2 separate regions of the Mus musculus genome follow, and region 2 is linked to region 1. A link is a contact called in public ChIA-PET data. All regions are on one chromosome and are shown on one strand. The core of a region is the stretch at or near the end of the contact, and the rest is flanking DNA. Distances in the headings are between cores, read along the strand shown. Region 1 has its middle 6.0 kb from the start of Cyth4. Region 2 holds the start of Mir6955 (microRNA 6955).

Evidence for each region. ChIA-PET counts read pairs in DNA pulled down with a chosen protein or histone mark.
Region 2: an RNA polymerase II ChIA-PET map of effector CD8 T cells shows a contact between it and region 1, with 16 read pairs. The contact joins two enhancer-like sites. A contact is called at or near these places in 1 of 484 Hi-C or Micro-C datasets (embryonic stem cells), 1 of 115 datasets of contacts at active chromatin or transcription factors (effector CD8 T cells) and 3 of 9 other capture datasets (adipose tissue, liver and pancreatic islet).

Annotation. Positions count from the first base shown.
Region 1 is chr15:78,587,791-78,594,255 of GRCm38.p6, reverse strand. No RefSeq gene overlaps it. Among named protein-coding and RNA genes, the nearest start is that of Cyth4, 6.0 kb to the left of the region's middle. Within about 2 kb of position 2,300, at least 53 of the 459 cell types and tissues checked have an H3K27ac peak or open chromatin away from gene starts, as enhancers often do. A contact at or near this core is called in effector CD8 T cells, where this site is marked.
Region 2 is chr15:78,891,513-78,897,977 of GRCm38.p6, reverse strand. Gga1 (golgi associated, gamma adaptin ear containing, ARF binding protein 1) reads right to left here. Exons shown (of 17, transcript NM_145929.2): 13 at 5,892-6,064; 14 at 5,338-5,525; 15 at 4,642-4,811; 16 at 4,329-4,439; 17 at 3,393-4,244. The coding sequence ends at 4,134. Mir6955 (microRNA 6955) reads right to left here and starts at 6,138; the gene lies at 6,065-6,138. Within about 2 kb of position 1,592, at least 97 of the 459 cell types and tissues checked have an H3K27ac peak or open chromatin away from gene starts, as enhancers often do. A contact at or near this core is called in effector CD8 T cells, where this site is marked.

The sequences.
Region 1 (6,465 bases), core at 1,051-3,550:
CACCCACCCCTGCTGCTCTTGTGGCGTTTGTGGGTTCATGCCTTCGGTGTCTGTTGCACCCAAGAGCCCTGGAGAAGCAAGGGCTGCCTAGCTGCCTATCCTAGACTCAGGGCCTGGGTTCAGGCCACCACCCTGTCTCAGGGCAGTGCTGGGTCTCTAGGACCTGGGCTTCAAAATCTGGGTCTGCAGAGGCTGCACACACCGGATCTGTGGGGTCCGAGGACAGTATGGGGTTAGAGCGTGCTCAAGACTTTTCTTCCCTTCAGGTGTGTCAGGCTCAGAGATGAAGGGACCTTTGCCTTTGAAAGACTTAAATATGAGGACTGGGGAGACATCTCAGTTAGTGAAGTACTTTTTATAAGAGCAGGAGGACCCACATTCAGCCTCATGGGTTTTGTTACTTTTCTGTTGCTGTTACAAAATTCCATGACCAGGGCAACTTAATGAAGAAAGTATCTAACTGGGCTCACAGTACCAGTCCATCACCACTGTAGTGGGGAACACAGCAGCAGGGAGGTAGGCATGGCTCTGGAGCAGCTGAGCTCACATCTTGATCCACAAGTAGCAAGGCGGGGGGGGGGGGGGGGGGAGAGAGAGAGGGAGGGAGGGAGAGAGGAGAGAGAGAGACAGAGAGAGAGCGACAGAGAGAGAGCAACAGAGAGAGAGAGAGAGAGAGAGAGAGAGAGAGAGAGAGAGAGAGAGAGAGAGAGAAGTGGAGAGAGATTGAGGAAAATACCCTGGCCTTCACTTGTGTGTGTGTGTGCTGTCCTCAGAGCCCACAGATCCAGTGTGCAATATCACACACACACACACTAAATAGGGGCTCACAAAATGGCTCAGTGCAAGCCCGATGACCTGGACTCAGTCCTAGGAACCCACAAGGTGGAGAGAGAGCGAACAGAAGTCACAGTGTCATCCTCCGACCTTGGCATGGGTGAGGGCCCATTCCTCCCTCCCCACCACAAGCAATACTAAACATAAGAAAAAAGAAAGATGAAGTGTCACATAGTTCCCTAGAGGAGGACCGCCAGAACCATGCAAGGGAAGGCCTTGGGACAGAGGGCTCAAGTAGGGAGATGTCACTGGGCCTGGGCTATGGGGAGAGGGGTCACTGTGTCTGGCTCAGGCCTAGGCTGTCAGAGCAGAAGAATGGCAGGCTTGAGCGGGGCCCCGGGGTCCCACTGCACGTGGGAATTGATGCCAGAGCTCCTTCTAGGGAGATAGAAACGTCCACCCCCTTCTCCTATAGACCCACAGGTAGCCCAAAGTAGGGTCCCCCTGAAGTTCACCCTGGAGAACTAGTGAGTTTCTTGGGTGAACTTAGAGAGCCAGGGTGTGGGGCTGTCTGCAGGAACAGGGGTGACCCAAAGCAACTGCATTGAAAGTCTTCATCCAGCGTGGATAATGGCGGCCTCGTAGCTGGAATCCCCTCTACCTCCTCATTCTATACTCTTCTAGCACCTCCCCAGCCCCCCAGGGGCCATGTGTGATCAGGCCACGATTATCCACAAGTGGTTGGGAAGAGGGGCAGGAGCCTCAGGCGAGAGGAGGTTGTCCATCCCCACTCCTCTGAAGAAATGCCTGTTAACCAGTTCTGCGCGGTGGTCTGTTGTTAGCAGATATGGCTGATGGGAAAAGGAGGGCGGCTGTACCGCTTGGTACAGCTGTATGTGGAGGCGGCAGGCACGTGGCGGCTGTGAGCTACAGTGTCAGCCGCAGCTCATGAAATGCTGAGAACCTTCCAGTCTCCACCCTCGGTGTCCCTGCTCTGAGCCTTTGTGACCCTCCAGGCCCAGCATCCTTCTCTCTAAAATGAGGCACAGCAGTGTCTCATCGAAGCTCCGGGGTGGGGGTGGGGCAATGGCGGCAATAACATGACGCTGGTCACTACTGTGCCTTCCTTGGCTCCCGGGCACTTAATCCCTGGGCACAGGTAGGGTCTTGCTTGCTTTTGTTGAGATTTAGGAAAGATGCTCAGGGCAGATGACTCCCCGAAGCTGCAGCCATATCCCATGAGGCTCTCATGAAGGTATGTTTCTCCCCCATGAGTGATCTGGAGCCCTTTCACACCTGTGCTCGGGTGGATGGAACCCAAGCTCCCTCCTGTTTCTGTGGTGATGTCAGCATATCCTGTGGGCTGTAGCCTTCAGCAATGAATGGGTCTGACATCACCGGGAGCCTCCCACCCCAGAACTTTTCTCTAGCATGCTGTCAGGAAAATCTGCCTCACCAGGGCTCCAGCAGGCTTCTCCTTTTGCAGAGTGGAGAACTGAGTCACTTGCTCTGTTTCCCTTTTTGCCTTAGCTGCCAGGAAGCTCAGGCAAATCTGGGTCAGCCTCAGCACCCCCAGAGTTTGGCACATCACCTTTCCTGTGGCTAGCTTCTGCGCATGTGGTGGGAGTGGTCATTGGGAGGCGGAGTCTCAGTATGCAAAGAAGGGAAAGAGGAGAAAAAACAGGCTAGATGTAGAAAGGTGACCGCAGTTAAGTGGGGCCAGACCAGAAGTTCGAGGCATCAACATGCTGTGCGTTTCTCTCCCTTTCCCCAGGCCCTCTGCTCGAACAACACGTATCTGTGAAATTGGAGTTGGGTAGGGGTGGGGTGGGTATCCAGTTTCCTCAAGGGAAAGATGGGAAAGAGAGAGAGGCTGCTCCCCTCCCCCAAGATCATCTAAGAGGGCTCAGATCTGCAGAAGGTTCTCGCGGGGAAGAATGGGGGTGCCAGGGACTCGGAGGGTCGTTGTTATTCAGGGCCCGTATCTTCCTTGTTCTTAAGCTGGAGTGTCCTTGAGATGCAATCGACTCTCATCTCCTGAGTCAGTCCCCTAAAACTCTTCAGACCCACACAGCGTGTCCCTGCAATGAACATCATCTGATTCTTAATTAAAGAACAAGATTAGGGAGCCCTTGGGCCACACTTCAATGTCATTTGGAGACCATCGGATGAACTGGGCTGCAGAGAAGCGACGGAGAGGGAAGATTACGGAGGGGCTCGGGGTAGAGGTCAGCTGGTTATTTATCCTGTGACGATCAGTTCCAGCATTTAGCATTTCCGTTGCTCAGATATTTCACCTTAGAATTTATGACATGGGGAAGAGAGAAAATAATAAAATCAGGCAAGGGCCGTGTGCACAGAACTCAGGCAGGAGGGTGGCCATGCAGCAGGGGCAGTGGCTTAGTGGTTCAGAGCTGTTGCTGCTCTCGCAGAGGACCTGAGTTTGGTTCCCAGATAATTGACCTTCTGAAACTCCAGCTTTGGGGGAATATAACGCCTCCTTCTGGCCTCTTCAGGTACTGCATCCATACTTCCCTGTTCATACAAACACACATAAAGGTAAACCTTAAATGAAAATGAAGTTGCTGAGACATGATTTGATCGGCATGACAGACACCGTAACCCTGAGGCTCACTGCCACCTTCCCAACGATGACAGCCCCAGCAGCCCTTTGGTTCCCCATCCCATCCTGTGTCCCCACTTAACAGTATCTGAAGTGGTTGTCTAAAACTCAAGTCTAATTAGACTTTAAACCCTCCTACAGGATTGAGAGTGGACCTCCGATGGCTATTTAGCCATAGATGCTCACGGAAGCCAGAGGGTGGAGTCAGGTGTCCACGGATGAATGAATACATGTATGGACTGTGGCATATGGCATGCACATACCATGGAATATACCGTGGAATATTATTCACCTCTGAAAAGGAAGGCATCTGACATGGGTGGTAGTATGGAAAAGTTGTGCAGACACTAGGTCAAGGGAGTAAGGCAGCCACAGAGGACAGAACTGCAGGGTTCCACTGCATAAGGTTCCTGGGGCGTCAGATCATGGGTACCAGGGAGGGGGAAGAAAACAATGTAGACCATTCTAGAAAGGGCTGGTAGGGATGGTTGCCTGTCATGAATGCTCCCGGTAAGGAAATACACATTTCGAACTAGAAAAAAAAAAAGGTAAATTGTGTGCCTGTTTTGCTGCAATTTAAACAAACACAACTTGGTTATATTTTAAATTATTTTGGGGTATGTGTGCAGAGGAACATGTGGGTGCCTGGCCATGTGTGTGATGGTCAGAGGGCAACCTGCAAGAGTTGGTTCTCTCCTTCTACCACGTGGGTCCTGAGGTTCAAACTCAGGTCATCCAAGTTGGCAGCAGGCACCTTTATCTGTTGAGCCATCTTGCTGTCCCTAAACCGACAAAACTCCAACAAGCTCCTCAAAGGAAACAAAACGAAATCCCTTCAGTGGCTCCTGTACCCTCAGCCCGTGAGACCCTCTGCCCCTCCCCCACCCCTTGCTGCAGGCTCTGGGACTGTCCGGAGCTAGCCCATTCTTGTGCTATTTATTGAATAGACAAATGGCTCTTGTGTTCCCACAGCCCACAGATGCCCACTCCACACCAGCAAAAGGCAAGTGGCAGCTTCAAAAGGTTGGAATCTCCTCTCTATGCCCTTGGGTGTGGTAACACTCCCTCTCAACTTGGCCCCGGACTGCAATGGGAGCTAAGCCGCAAGCTTCACACTTCCTGGTGTGAAGCAGGGGTTCTAACACCCTCACTCTGAGGCTGTTGGCTCTACTGCTCTTGCTTGCTGAAAAGACTGCCTCTGTCAGGCTTGGGTGAAGGCAGTCTCACCCCAGGGTGTCAAGAAGGAGCTTGGAATGGTTGTTATCTGTGGTCAACTCTATGGGATCTAGAATCAAGAGGGAGATGGGCTCTGGCCATGCATGCCTCTGGGGGATTACTCTGATTAGGTAAATTAAAGTGAGACAGCCCGCCCACTGTGGGCAGCACCATCCCCCAGGCAGAGGATCCTGGATTGTTTAAATAAAAAGGAGGAAAAAAAAAGAGCCAAGTGCAAGCATTCACTGCTCTCCACATCTCAACTGTGAGAGCCATGTGACCAGATCCACCAAGCTCCAGTCACTTCGACTTCTCCCCTGCCACAGGGGACTGCACCCATGAGTTTTATAACTGAATTTTATAACAGCAGCAGGAACATAACTAAGGCAGCATGAGGGCAGTGGGTAGTAGTCCTCTAAAGCCAGCACATGCCACAGGAGAAGGCCTGACAGCTAGTCCAGTGTCTCCTCTATTATTACAGAGGAGGAAGCTGAGGTGAGGGCTCTGCCCGGCACTGCCATACCCAGTGAGGTTTCACTTCCTCCTCTGTGGCCCTAGGCTCTGTATCACTGAGAGGTCATTTGCTCCATTTGTCTCTGTGCTTGCCAGACTGTCAGACTGCCGAAGATCACAGCTAACCTAGCTCTTCTCTGTAACCTTAGGTCAGTGGTTTTCAAACTCCGTAATGCTGCAACCCTTGAATACAGTTCCTCATGTTATGGTGACGCCTCTCCCCCAACCATAAAATTATTCCATTGCTACTTTGTAACTGTAATTTTGCTACTGTTGTGAATCATAATGTAAATATCTGATATGTGAACTAGTGAAGGGTTATTTTAACCCCCAAAGGGGCCCAAAGGTTGAGAGCCACTGCTGAAGGCTAGCAGCGTGAACCACTGGCATGAGAGGCATCTTGCCTGCTTAATATCATGGAGGATGAGCTACCTGTGGATGGAAGCTGTCTGAGTTAGGGGTTTACTGCTGTGAGCAGACACCGTGACCATGGCAACTCTTACAAGGACAACATTTAATTGGGGCTGGCTTACGGGTTCAAAGGTTCAGTCCATTATCATCAAGGCAGGAAGATGGCAGCATCCAGGCAGACATGGTGCAGACAGAGTTGAGAGTTCTACATCTTCATCTGAAGGATGACGCTAAGAGGAGACTGGCTTCCAGGCAGCTAGGATGAGGGTCTTAAAGCCCACACCCAGAGTGACACACCTACTCCAACAGGGCCACAGCTTCTAATAGTGTCACTCCCTGGGCCAAGCATAGACAAACCATCACAGAATCCTTATCTGACCCCCAGGAGACTGTGGCCCTCGCAGATCTGAGATGAAGACTCCAGACAGGAGCATGAGGCCCAGGGACAGACATCCCAGGCTTCCACCAGGACTCTTCCTTATCAGTGAGGCCAAAGCTTTACTGCAGAAAATGGAGGGACTGCGGGCTGCAGACATGGCTCTGTTGGGAGGGAGATTATCTTGTGTGAACAAAACCCTGGTTTCCATCCCCAGCCCTCCAGAAACTGGGTGTGGACGTGCGCTCTGTAATCTCAGCACTTGGCAAATAGAAGCAGGAGGGTCTAGTGTTGGAGGTCATTCTTGGCTGCATAGTGACCCCAAGGCTAGCCTGGGCTACATGAGATCATGTCTCAAAAGCAAACAAAACAAAAAAGATAGGGAAAAAAAGGAAAGGAAAGGGGAAGGAAAAAATGAAGCTGTTGTCCTACGGAGATGATCAGTCATTTATCCCCTTAAACAGCCCAGCCAGGATGCTCGCGGTCTTGGGGTGGGGGTGGAGTGCCATGGAAACTGCAGGGCTTGAGACTGGAAAGCCAGCTCTTCTCTTGC
Region 2 (6,465 bases), core at 343-2,842, 300 kb before region 1:
ACCTTCATGCCTCCAGGGAAGTCTCTGATCTCTACGGTGCTTCTGCCTTCATGTCCAGGGTTGGTCTGAAAGGTACTTCAAGGCAGTCCTGGCTTATACCCTACGCCTTCTTGGCTTGTCCCGGCCTAGCCCTAACTAGCCTGGGGAGGGGACAGCTCCCTTGGCTGAAATAGCAGGTTTCTTTTTTGTTTTTTTGTTAAGAAATGACTAGAGTGTATTATCAACCCATCCAAGCTCTTGCCCCGCCCCTTCCTCCTGTCTTGGCTCTTGCTGTTCCTGCAGCCAGACCTGGGGCCTTCTGGATCTGACCAGATAAAGCTGCTATACTTCCAGGCTGGGTGACCTTGGTGTTGAATCATTGAAGGTGGAAAGCCCTGAAGCTTGAACCATACGCTATTCCTTCAAAAGATGTTGTAATCCCAAGTTTTTGCTTAGTAAATGCTGGGGTCATGGCTGGGTCAGGCTCTCTTGGTGGGGATGTGTCTTTTGGTCATGTACTAGAGATGAATCCAGGGCTTTGTGCATGCTTGCTTGCCAAGCGCTCTGCCACCAGCCCCTGTTCTCCGGGCAGCCGGAGGACAATACCTGGGAGTCGGTTCTCTCCTTCCACCATAATTGTGCCCAACTGGTCTCGAACTTGTGACACTCTTGCCTCTCCAGTAGTAGATATTACAGGCATATGCAACCGAGAAGTGCTTGCTCGAAGGATCATGGACTTTAGAACTGCACAGAAGTATCTCAGAGGTCACTCAGAGCCAACCTCTCCCTGGGCCCTTCCCTAAACTAATAGTTGGTTGCCCGGGCTGGAGTATCACCCAGGTTCACCTTATCTATCGCATGGCTCAGCCCTCTGGGGCTAAGTAGCTCAGTACTAAGTCTGTTGGGACTGACTTAGAGGATATCAGATCTGTGATTCCCTACATTCCCCAAAGAACAGCCATTTGGCTTGGGGGTGGGGGGTGGGGGGTGTCTCTGCACACAAACTGAATGACCTTAGATAAGATCGCTCACCCCTCAGCCACAAGCTACAGGCTTAATTGGATTACATGAATTAGCATGTAAAATTCTTAGAAAAGTGCCTGGTGTTGTCTGCTGTTCTTATTCAAACACCAAAAGTTTGGGAGAGAAGAGCCTTGACTACCCCTGCCTTAGTGCCCTTGTAATATGTATGGCTGCCTTAGGACAGTAGAATTTACTGGTGGGTCCCGTGGGTCATCCTTCCCTAAGGTGGGTATCTATGCCTCCATTTGGCAGATGTGCAGACCCTGGCTCTTGGCCCAGATGTGCACAGATGTGTGGTAGGGGCCAGGTCAGAGCAGACCTAACTCCTAAGAGCCGTTACTGCTGTCTTTCTGCTGTGTACATGGCATTGCCTGGAAACTCCTTCAAGGCTGGCCTTTGCTCTGCCTTCACGATGGCCGCTGAGGGACTGACCGGTCTCCACACAGATTGGCCTGCAATCCCAATGACAGTCTGGGTGGCATCTGCTAATGAGACTTGAGCGGATGTGGTCAGGGCAGCCATAGGCAGGCTAGGGTGGAGGTTGTTGGCTTCATCCTACCAGTTGAGACGCTGCCACATGGCTTGACTGTGGCAATACTAGAAAGCCTCCAAGTGGTTTCTGCCCACAGCAGCCAGCAAGGTATGTTTTCCTTGGGCTTTGGTAACTCCCTTGCCCACCCCCACTTCCACAGTTCAAAAGGCCTTTCCAGGAACCCTGGGGTGGGGCTGAGGCAGGACTCCTCCCTTCTGCTGCTAGCCCTGGGGGAAATGTGTGCTTGGTCCCAGCTGGGAGCAAGGCAGGACTGGTGTTAAAACTGGAGGAGAGCTGGCTCAGGTGCCTAGAACAGTCTACCATCTTGATGGAGCTGGTCCAGTCTCCTGCTCTCAGGGCAGTTCTGAGGACTAGAGGGGGAGACTGCAGGCAGCATGCCAGGGTGGGTGGCTCCCTTCAGCTGCCCTATGGGGTAGCAGAGGCCACAGAAGGTGTGCCAGGGCAGCAGAGGCCTCTGTCACCTTGGTTTCATCGCAGATGAGCAGCCTGCCCTGTGGTTACTGCAGAATGATCTGCTGGCTCTGGTCAGTGTCCCAGAAGTGGAAGTGTGGCTTTGAGGTCTGGGAAGTCCCACTGCTCTGGTGTGGTCATGGAGTTCATCTTTTAAGACAGAGACAGTACTTCCCGGGGTATCCATGCTAAGGCAGATGCAGACTCCAGGGACACCCCCTTGTCCCCCAGCTCTCCGGAGTGCCGTACTGGGGCTCCAGTCTCCCAGGTTCCTACCAGGTTCTGAGACAGGCCATATCTGGCTCAGGAGATGTAGAGATGGATGAGGACAAAGCCAGAGGAGGGGTGGCTCCCTGGGTCCCAACCCTGTGGCCTTTTCAAAGGAGGCTCCTAGAAAGGGAGAGCTAGCCAGTGACTTTGGAACCAGAACACCCAGTTCATGGGACTTCTCCAAGTCACAGTCCCACAACCCCATGGCAAACCTCCTCTATCCACTGGCCATCTAACGAGATTCTACTGGAAACACATTTCTGAGGTCCCAGGTGGGAAGTAGAGGCCATTTTGAGGAAGGATGGTTGCTAGGACAGGCCATCAGCTTTCAGGGGGGAGCATGCGCAGGGTCTGGTTGGAAGGAGTGGGGCCTCCCGTCTTTTTGCTTTACAGTCCACGCTGAGATTCCGTCACTGTCCAATGTAGGCCTGACAGGGTGTCAGTCCTGTGGGACTGGGAGAGCTGTGTCATATCCAGGTGTCCACAGGATTTAAGGAAAGGGTTTTAGTAGCCAACCTTGGTTTAGGAACTGCCAGATGAGACAAAGTGAAAGTGGTTCCTGAGATGTGGGACTTCCTGGAGCCTGTAGCAGGTCAGCGGCTCACGGGAGAGTGGGCAGCCTGTGCCTCTAACTGCGGGGGCTGTCTTCCTGCAGTATGGGGCTCTAAGGCAGCTCCTCACCGCACCCCACTGGCAGGTTGTCCTCGCTGGGTGGTTTCTGCACCCTGCTTGGGACCAGCCTTTTACCACGCCGGGTGAAGAGTAGGCAGAGCGCAGGGCTTTGGAGAAAGCCGTGTGTCGGGCAGGGAGAAACACAAGACCGGCTGCAGAGTGCAGGAGGAAGCGAGCAGCTGGGACCTTCCCCTTGACTTCTGCAGCAGCCAGACCTCCTGGTGGCCCCTTCATCCTCAGCGAAAACAGCTCTGGGCACCACAGACCAGTGTTTCCTGAGTGACTCAGTAGCAGCCACAGGCCCCCAGTAGGGCCTCTTCTGGCCCAGGGCTGAGGGGCTGGGATGGGTGGGAGCTGGGCATGGATCTATAGGGCAGTCCCTAGGCCCCCACCTCCCGAACCTTCCCTACCTCCCTTAACCCACAAGGGTGACAAGAGCAGCTAATCCAGGAAAAAAGTCACTTTATTTTCATAAATACTCCCACTGCCACCCATCCTGACCCTACTTGACCACAGGAGGGTGGGCAGATGTGAGGTGCTCCCGGGAGGCCCCAGCAGAAGGTGATAATGGAGCATGGAACTCTGGGAGTTCCATGGCCCTCCAGGGGGCATGTCCTCTGGCTCTGCTTTCAAGTTTCCATGGCCCGTGGGAGCCTGAGAGCAAAGGGAGGCCTCTGGAGGCCCCGGGGGCTGAGTGGAGAGCTCCTTCAGCTCTGTGACCACAGGGCCATTCCAAAAGAAAAGCAACGAGCCAGACCACACACCAAGTGCACACAGCTAGGGCGCGGGCGTCACCCCCACCCAGTCACTGGGTCCCCGCAGAGGAGGCCTGGGCTGGTCCCAGTTTCCAGCATGGCCTCCAAGTTATGGCTGGGCCTTTCCATAAGGCATAAAAGACAGGTGAGGACGACCCCACCTCAGGCTGGGGTTCAGGGCTGGGCCTCACAGCCCCCCTCCTTCCCTCACCCCAGAGTCCTTCCAGGGCATACGGCCCCTCCCTGCTCCAGGCTCCCACTGGTGATGGAGGTCCCAGCAGCTATGGCAGACCCAGGCGCAGCCTCCTGCTGGGTTTGGCTCAGCAGGGGAAGAGGGAGGGGGAAGAGTCACTGGGGGCCACAGGAGGGAGAGAAGCACAGGATGAACAGGTCCAGGTCCTGCTGCCCCTCCTCTCTCCAGCCCCTCTGTCCTAGAGGCTCCCCCAGGTCTCTGGTGGGGGGAACTGATCCACATCTCCCATCTCATTGTAGGTCTGGTCGCCCATAGTGAAGATGAGCTTGTAGCGGAGGCGAACCTTCTCCTGAGGCACAAGCACAGCAGTCAGAGTGGGGAAGGGAGGTTAGCGCCACCCTGGGGCACTGCCACGTCAGAGCTGGGCCCTCACCTTCTGGGGGTTAGCAAGGAGCAGGACCTGGGTGATGGCTGAGGGGTGGACGATGGGGTTGAACGCTGGCAGCTCTGTGCCGGAAGGTGGCTGCAGCCTCACCTTCATGACCTGGGGGCAGGAGGTGACTGCTGGTCAGGCAGCCACCACAGCAGAGGCAGCTCCCTTCCCAGAGTCTCAGGGGTCTCTCTGGCTCCCCACCCCTTCCCCAGCTCCCCAGGGAAGGAGATACCATGCCCAGGCAGCAGGCTGCCCACCAGGTCTAAAGTCCCCCTGCCTTGAGGGAGGAAGGCCTGCCTGGTCTGCCCTTCACCTTGGGGACGGCTGACTGGAAAACGATGTTCCGGATGGGCTGGGGCGCCGTGCTCAGCATAGAGACCACCACCACCAGCACATCGGAGCGCCCTGGCAGTGGGTCCCGAGCAAAATGGAAGAGGACACGGAAGCCATGCTGGTCATAAACGGTCACTGGCAAGATGCTGCCTGTGGGAGGACGGGTAGGAGGTCGGTCAGTGGGTGGAGTCAGATCATACCAGGCGCTGGCCTCTTAGAGGCAGGATGCCCACCCTGGAGCCAAGTCACAGCCAGGCCCTTCCCAGGCTCTGTTCAAAGTGTGGGTCATGCATTCTTTGGGGTCAGAGTCAGTTCTAGTGCTAAGGAGGACAGGGAAGACTTGAGCTTCTTGGTCACAGTTTCTAAGTCAGTCAGCCAATGTTACCTACTGCTACCTACTGCTCCTGGGTAATACCTGGGGCTTCCTCCTGGATCCTTCTTTGAGGCTCTATTTTATAATCATAAGGAGCCTTCTAGTTCTGGCCCCTGCCCTCCCTGGGAACGAGGGGGTCAGGGTTCAATTCTAAGAAGCCCTCTCCTGTGCAACCCAGAGATTAGAAAGCAGCCTTTCATCACTCTAGGATGGGGAGGCCCTACTGCAGGGTAACATCGGAGTCATCAGGCTCTGGGGACAAGAGCTGGCCTGGCCTGGCCCTTCCCACCCCTCCCCACTCACTGGGTTTGATAGACTCCAGGGGCACAGTGATGCTGGTTAGGGAGAACTCAGTGGGTGTGGCCTGAGGTGGAGGCCCAGGGGGCTCTGGGGACGTGGTGTGGAGGAGGCTGGCGGCTCCTGGGCTGGGCGAGCTGCTCTTACTCTGCAGGTCACGGAGGGTGAGCCGGGGGGCTGGCTGCTGCTTCTCCCTTAATTGGGACAGTGTATTAGCACGTGATTTTGTAGTGGGCTACCCAGCTCTGTACCTGTGGGTAGCTTTGAGAACCCCCATCCGCAGGGGGAGCCCCCCCACTCCTTGCCTCAGCATCCTCCCATGCTGAACCCCCTTCTATCTTTTCCTAGGGCACTGGGAACTCGAGGGGCATGCAGGTCAGTGGATGTGGCCCATTCTCATGAATGCATGTAGTGTGGGGCCATCCCTGGGCACACCCTTGTCACAGTGGGTGATCAAACTTGCTGGACTCCCAGGAGTTACAGTGATGGGCAATTCCCTGCTGGGCCCAGAAGCGCTGACTTGCTGGGACAGGGAGGGCCATGGCAGTGGCAGCCCTCACCACCGCACTTGCTGGGCTTCCGGAGGCAGAGCCTGCTGCATAAGGGTTTTCCCCAAGAGGTCCAGGTCGTCCAGGCCGCTGCTCGTTGGTGGAGGGGCCTGGGCTGGGGGTCGGCAGTCCATGCTGGGGGCCTGGGCTGGAGGAGGGACTGAGGATTCAGTGCCATCTGATGACTGTGGGCAAAGGAGACAGGTGTGAGACTCTCCAAAGTGTTAGGGTCACCTCCTGAGTCCTGAGGCCCTCCCTTCCCTGCAGGTGACATCTGAGAGAGGTACAGTAGAGAGGATAATAGACTCCCTGTCCATGAGGCAAAACACTGGACCTAAATGGATCTCCACACTGGGGGGACCTTAAGTTTAAGGGAAGAAGAGCTGAACCTTGAAGGTGGAACTGTGGTCCTATCAGGACCCTAAGCTGACGCCCAGGCACCTCTGCTGGAGGTTAGAAAAGACTGTTGGGCTCTTCGCTGGGATGGTACTGCCATGTCCCAGGACCCACCTGCCTGTCACCTCTCAGGCTACTGGCTCCAGCCTCCCTTCCCTGGGGCTGGGCTGCCACAGGCAGAGCCAGCTTT